Regions from separate parts of the Cyprinus carpio genome. Here region 1 is linked to region 2. A link is a contact called in public Hi-C data. All regions are on one chromosome and are shown on one strand. The core of a region is the stretch at or near the end of the contact, and the rest is flanking DNA. Distances in the headings are between cores, read along the strand shown. Region 1 overlaps sema6bb (semaphorin-6B). Region 2 overlaps sema6bb (semaphorin-6B).

Region 1 (3,431 bases), core at 516-3,015, 77 kb before region 2:
AAATCCTGCAAGTGTTTCTTTGGTTTTGTCATTTTGCACTCACAGTGCACAATGTCACGCTGCAAAACACACTTTTTCCTCCACTGGCATTTTGTTGTGCTGAGCAGTAAAAATTTCTAAACATTTTTAAAGGAGTAGTTCAGCTAAAATAAAAATTCTGTCATTTACTCACCCTCATGTCATTCCAAACCTGTATTTCTATCTTTCTTCTGAGGAACAGAAAAGAATATATTCTGAAGAATGTTGCTAAGCAAACAATTTTGCTTACTTTTTTATGATTTTTGATGAATGATGTATGTGTTTTCTGAAACGGGTATTAAAGGGATAATTCACCCAAAAATGGAAATTCTGTTGTTGTTTTTTTTCACCTTTGTGCTGTTCCAAACTTGCTGAACACAGAAGATATTTTGACAAATGGTAGTAACTGACAGATTGTTTACCATTAATCTCCATCATGTGGACCAAATAAGACTGAGGCATTTCTAAAAATATCTTACAACAAGAAAAAGATGAATTTCCAATTAAGTAAAATGTTATTTCTAAAAACAAATCTTAACATCGCATGCAGTTATGGCTTAAATTTAATTAATTTTAATCACTGAATTACTGGGTTGGCACTCAAGAACTGAATTGGTCCAATTTATGATTGAATCATTCTTTTGAGTCAGTTCTTCTCAGTGAATTGATTCAGTTCACAAATCTGAACTGATTCTTGAGTTAAACTCACTGACTCTATTATTAACAGCTCATAGGAGGGCAAGAGTAATAGTGAATAGTGCCTTTATGTTATACTGATTACTTCTATGATATTGTTTGTCATTTTTGTAGCCTGACACAATAACTACAACATCATACAGTTTTGGAACAACGTGAGGGTGAATAAATGATGACAGAAATATAATTTTTTTTGGCTGAACTATCTCCTGTGAGCTTTTGAGAGATCTGTAATTGTAGCTCATATTTTCTGTCTGTTATCTTAAAGAACAGAATTAGTCTCTCCATCCCCTTTCTCAGCACACACAGACCTTTGGCATAAGAGAGCCTTGTATCCCGGGCAGACAGCCTGGCAATCATGTGACACACTCTTCCCCTTTTATCCTCAGCTACAACCCTAACCCTCAAACAATCACCTACTTCTCACACACACACACACACACACACAAAATCACAGAATGCTTGTTTATGCTTTGCTTGCAGCCTAACCTTTAAACAATTATCTACTTGCTCAGTATAAATAGCATAGCATGTCACCCCTGCTTTATTTCTCCCTCTCCCTCAGCCTGCCCAGCACCACCGCCGCCGCTGTCCACAAGGAAACTTGATACCGCCAGTGTAAACTCTAGAAATGATCAGCCGGAGACCATCGTCCCTGAGAACGCTCTGCTCTGTCCTCCTGCCCCATGTCTGTCATGACTTCGAGATCTGTGAGGGGTTACATGAAGCACAACACGCTGTGGCATCGGGTCACCACATTAGCGCTAGTCGACATACGGCTCCTCTCTGCGCCGAGGGAACTGCAAGGGCTGGTGTGGAAATACTGAGCAAATTGGCTGGGATTTTTAAACCTTTCCAGATCACGCTAGGAATATGTTGTGGTAAACAATCTTGAGTGCTTTTTTTAATGCTAGGTTTATTGATGAATCTCTGTATGAGGGAGTTTAATTGCATAGCCTCAGGGTCGACTGCACAATCTCTCCGACATGGGAGAGCACTGGCTCTGCCAAATGTTAAAGATGGCACTTGGGCTTTTAAGGCCACTGCTTTTCTTTCTCTCACGCTGGCTTGTTTAAGGGCGGTTTCACCTGCCTTGTTTCTCACGACTGTTGTTGGTACCATAAGTGTTTACAACAAAGTTTCTTTGAAGCAGCACAGCGGAGGAGCAGCCTGGTGTTCACGTTAGTTATGAAAGAACAGCTTGGGGCTCCTTGGGTCAGATTTCTCCACTTATTTATGAGATAAGACTCTCCAGGACAGCTGGGCCAGTTGTTCGTTTTCACAACCTCACTCTCGTGCTTTCTCTCACGTCCCCTTTTAGCGTTTCGCACGGGTCCACCAATGGTAAACATTGTCTACGCTGCAATGTTTAGTTCTATAAACAGACTGTAAGCTAAACCTAACAAATGCTTGAAAGTCAGATTTGTCAATGGACCTCTAACATGCAACACACAGGCATAATAAACCCCTGCTACCGAACGCAAAATGCACACACACGAGAGATGACAGAGTAATTACCATGTGCCGTCAACCCCCCCCCCCCCCCCCCCAAAAAAAAACACTAGAATTCCCTACTGTGAAAATTAATCGAGCCTAAAATTGTGATGAAACTGAGAGATTATGGCTCTGATGGTATGGCCAGGAACCATTCCTGGATTGCTCATACTGGCAAGTACGTTCTCAATCACTGGCTCGAGTTAAGGCTTGTTGTCAATTTGTTTCAGTTTGATTCTAATTCACAGGCTCTCAGTTCCAATTTGGTTTTATTTTGATTCAATTCATTTGGGTATACACTATTGTTCAAAAAGTTGTTGTTTTTTAAATGTTTCTTATGCTCACCAAAGCTGTATTTGGTTGATCAAAAATTTATTTTAGTATATTTTATAATGTAATTTATTCCTGTGATGGCAAAGCTGAATTTTTAGCTGCCATTAATCCATTTTTTAGTGTCACATGATCCTTCAGAAATAATTTTAATATGCTGATTTGGTGCAGGAAATATATATATCAATGTTTTTATAAAACCATGATGCACAGGATTCTTTGATGAATAGAAAGTTCAAAAGAATAGCATTTATTTGAAATTGAAACCTTTTGTAGCATTGTAAATGCTTGCTGAATACAAGTATTAAATTATTTTCTTTTTAAAAAATCTTTGTGACCCCAAATTTTTAATGGAAGTGTACATATTTTACAATTTCCATTTTGCTTGCATATGAAGGAAATTCCCTGTCAGATACTACTATATTTTATACATGGAACCTTTAATATTACATTATGATATATATTAATGTTAATTTATAACACAAGCAACAAGGCAAAAAAAATGCAGATCAGTTGCTATTTATTTAACAGACATAATCAATGCAACCAAACGCTAACATTTAAAGCAGACAGCATTTGATGATGTGTAAATGTGTAGATGTTCTGTAGTATATTCAAATATTCCATTACTAGAAGTAATGATAAATTTTGATCTGATAACTGTAATCAGTGAATTCAAATGATAAAACTGAGTTTTTAATGATTTAATAAAAAAACACTGGAGATGCAAATGTGGCCTTTATGTCTTTGTTATCCATATCAGAAGGAAAAACTGAAAGTCATTGTTTGCTTTCACCTGCATCTTTACTTAACTGCTCATCTTGGAGCTGAGACATTGAGAAAGCAATAGATGAGAGAATGTGAAAGTGTGTGTTTGACTCTCTTTTGGAGAC
Region 2 (3,935 bases), core at 474-2,973:
ATTCAATCAGATTGCCTTCACTGATCTTTGAGTTTGACACACACACACACACACACACACACACACACACACACACACACACACACACACACACACACACACACACATATATATAGTAAAAATTTGTTTCAAGTGATGGTTCACTCAAAAATAATAATTCTGTCATAATTTACTCAACCTCATGTCATTCCAAATTTTTCATATTATGTAAAACAGGATTTTCCCTCCTCCTTCCCCAGCCAACGCTGCAAAAAATCTTCTTAGTATTTTTGTTATATTTTCCAGTTCCAATATCTAAAGATCAAGATAAAGATACATTTACTTGAGAAGCAACATATAAAATATGAGGACTTGTTTTCAGAGAATTTATCTTTATTATGAGTGTTTTCTTACTGCACTGGCAGATTTTTTTCTCTTGCCTAAAACAAGTAAAAAATGAGTTAAAATTCTGCTGATGCAGTAAGACTAAATAAAACTATATTCGAGATACAGTCAGTCTTAATATTTTATGAAATGTTGCTTCTCAAGTAAATTTAGTAATTTTTGGAAAATAATCTTCTGAAATGTGTCATTTAGAAATCTTCATGATATTGAGGTCACAATCAGGAGCTACTAACTGTTATAACAGTTATTTTATTTCATTATTTACATTAATGTTTGGGAGTAGAAAATTGTCATGTAAAGCTGAATTACAAATGTTAGAAAGTTGACCATCACTGTAAGTGGACTAATAATAAAATGTAATAAAACAAATAGGACATTTAACAGATTAAGTAAGGCACAATAAAAAAAATCATATTTGTGTTGTGTTTGTGTATGAAATAAGATTGGCTAACACTTTAGAACTATTCACTACATTTACATTTACATTAATGCATTTAGCAGACGCTTTTATCCAAAGTGACTTACAGTGCATTCAGGTTACACATGTGTTCCCTGGGAATTGAACCCACAACCATATTACTAGCATATAGACTGTTTATTAGTACTTATAAAGCTCACATTAATGCCTTATTCTGCATTTTACATCCCTTAATCCTACCTAATACCTATAAACATAACTACTACAACCGCTACCTTATTTATTATCAATAATCCACTAATTAGCAGTATGTTTAGGGAAAACTGTGAATATGTTCCCTAATGTAAAGTGTTACCTAAATTGGTATATGAAAGAAATTTTATTAGAAACATACATAAGATGTATAAGTTACGAAACGAAATTCTGTTTTTAAAAGGGTTCATGTTCTGCCACTGCTTCAAGTTGTTCACCTGTCAGGCCTTTTGGAGTGTCTGCAGTGTGTCAGACTGATGACATTGATGATCAGGCTGATATGGGCCTAATGAGGTCTTGTCAGAAAATTGCCTGACTTATGTTTAAGTCCTGTCACCGTGTCTGCTGAATCTGAACAGTTTCAGCACTGTCAATCAGAAGGTCATTCTCAGCTGCTATCTGGCCTACGGCTTTACACACGCACATACAAACCCACTACAGGGTAAAACCGGTAGACATGTGACAGATGTGTCCCACAATGCTATTGGAGACAGCTGTTTATCCTCGCTTCTGCCCCTGAGCTTTACAGAATCTCACATTAACTCCCTCCCAAACCCAGCAAGCCACACTCAAGCATGCCTACATGGACCAACAAAGCCCAGATCAACATGGGCGACTTTGTGTGGGTGTCACTCTTTCCGGACCTTAACTTGCCATCCAGACACCTCTCAGAGTCATTCATTGGATCTCATAAAATCCTGGAACGTAAAGTTAGTGTGTGCAGTCTGTTTTCAAAGCAGAAGGTGATGTTCTGCATCTGAGTTTTAGCACGAGAAGATTGTGAGAGATATAGAGCTCAAGAGAGTGATGCAGAGGGAGTGAACGACTCGCCTGTGTCAAGGATGCAACAGAATACAGCTGTGGCTTGTACTTACAAAGTATGTCAGTGCCAGGAAATCTGAGGAGGAAAGAGAGAGAGAGAGCGAGAGAGAGAGTGGGCGTAAACGCGAACTGAACTGACTCACCCTGCATGACTCTCTGTTCTCTCTTAAGAAAGTCTTTAAGTGCTGAAAGCTGTCGCTTCTCCGGAGACAAATCACTTCAGGACAGTTCAGAGATTGAAGCTCTGTTTCGCAGGAGGAGGAAAGAGAGGTGCTCTCACTAACCAGATTTCCATCCACATATTTTTATGCAAATTTTGAGATATTGCATCAAAAAATGCTGTGGAGAAACCGTGAGATGTCTGAGGTTCACAAAATATGCATAAAAAACAAATAGTTCTGCTCGTGCATTTACATACCTCTTGCAGATTATGCAAGATGTTAATAATTTTAACAAAATAATTTTTTTTTTTTTTTTTGGTGCTGGCCTGAATAAGCTGTGTCACATAACAGATGTTTACATATTATACACACTCTTAAAACTAAAGGTTCTTTGTTTGCATCAGTGGTTCAATTAAGAACCTTAAACATCCATGGAAACTTTCATTTTCTGCATATTTGAACCCTTTCCAACAGTGACTGTATGATTATGACATCCATCTTTCACACTGAGGACAATTGAGGAACTCATACACAACTATTACAAAAGGTGAAAGAAATTACTGACGCTCAAGAAGGAAACATTAAGAGCTGGGGGGGCTGGACATTTTGAACAGGATTTTGATTAAAGATCATATTTTTTCATTTAGTACTGCCCTTCAGAAACCACAAGACATTTAGGTTTCCCAGAAAACCAAACAAGTGCAATTTACACTGTTAATCCAATGGATAAACTTTACACCCCCAGGCTCTTAATGCATCATGTTGCCTTCTTGAGCATCAGTGAATTTTTTCATTCCCTGCATGACACATCACATACAACTATATTTTATAGAGACAATTTTATTTTATTCAGTTAACGGTTATTGTGCCATTTTAGTGTTGTGTGTTACCCTGATGGTGTTTGAGTGTGTGACCTTGCACATCGTCTATACATGAGTCTTGGCCATGGTTTATGGACAGGCACCTTATGAAGAATTCTGACTCATCATGTGGTTTCTATTGTGCCACTTGTATTATTACTGGAGAAATCCAAGTATGTTTCTCACAGTTGCATTTGTGTACCGCTGCATTCTTGAATAGATCCTCTGTGGGAGGAAAAGGTCAGTGAGTGGAAGAGCTTCCAGTCACCCAAGGTTTCCGGTGACAGCTCTGGACAATATTCTCTGTTCTGTTTGCCTTGAAACGTCTGTCCAACAACACACTGTAAAGATCTATTCAAAGCTGTCAACTGATGTGTTTTCGACATGTTTGTGATAAATTAAATCCTTTTTGTGTTGGAAGCCTCCTCCAGCTCAGAGCAGTATCATGGAAAAAGAGCAGGTCTGAGGATATCATGTAATAAGAACAATTATGCTGTATTTTTGCAGTATTCCTGGCTCTGCAGTGTGTGCTTTCGACATGGAGCTGCTGGCCGGAGTGTTTGATGGAAGATTTAAAGAGCAGAAATCGCCTGAGTCGATATGGACACCTGTCCCAGATGAGGTTTTGCCCAAACCAAGGTATTGAATGAAATGACATTTACAACTCTAGAGATTGTTTTATGTCCTCAAATGCCAACCTGCAGTGAAAAAGTTTATAATAATGTGCTGTGTTTGTGAATTTCTCAGGCCGGGTGGTTGTGCCGTGCAAGGCTCCAAGTACAATTCCTCCAATTCTTTCCCTGATGACATGTTAACTTTTGTCAAGACCCATCCGCTAATGGATGAAGCCGTCCCATCACTTGGTCAGAGACCATGGATTGTTAGGACCATGGTCAGGTGAGGACAATTTTCTCTTAGATCTGTTTGTATAGGCATGGCAGATTGTAGATTTGGAACGAAGTAATCATCTGTGATTGGCTTACAGCTGTGTATGTTTCACAGCCTACATCCTTCATAGGTGAACACTGCTGTGATTGT

What was found. Hi-C and Micro-C count contacts between places; a contact is called where the count stands out from the background.
Region 1: a Hi-C map of skeletal muscle shows a contact between it and region 2, with 3 times the contacts expected there. The contact joins two enhancer-like sites. A contact is called at or near these places in 2 of 8 Hi-C or Micro-C datasets (both in skeletal muscle).

Annotation. Positions count from the first base shown.
Region 1 is chrB8:10,502,560-10,505,990 of ASM1834038v1, reverse strand. The region is part of intron 1 of sema6bb (semaphorin-6B); the gene reads left to right. Among protein-coding and RNA genes, the nearest start is that of sema6bb, 12 kb to the left of the region's middle. Within about 2 kb of position 1,765, at least 1 of the 8 cell types and tissues checked has an H3K27ac peak or open chromatin away from gene starts, as enhancers often do. A contact at or near this core is called in skeletal muscle, where this site is marked.
Region 2 is chrB8:10,424,964-10,428,898 of ASM1834038v1, reverse strand. sema6bb (semaphorin-6B) reads left to right here. Exons shown (of 17, transcript XM_042728905.1): 11 at 3,405-3,536; 12 at 3,645-3,794. Among protein-coding and RNA genes, the nearest start is that of LOC109053270, 44 kb to the right of the region's middle. Within about 2 kb of position 1,723, at least 1 of the 8 cell types and tissues checked has an H3K27ac peak or open chromatin away from gene starts, as enhancers often do. A contact at or near this core is called in skeletal muscle, where this site is marked.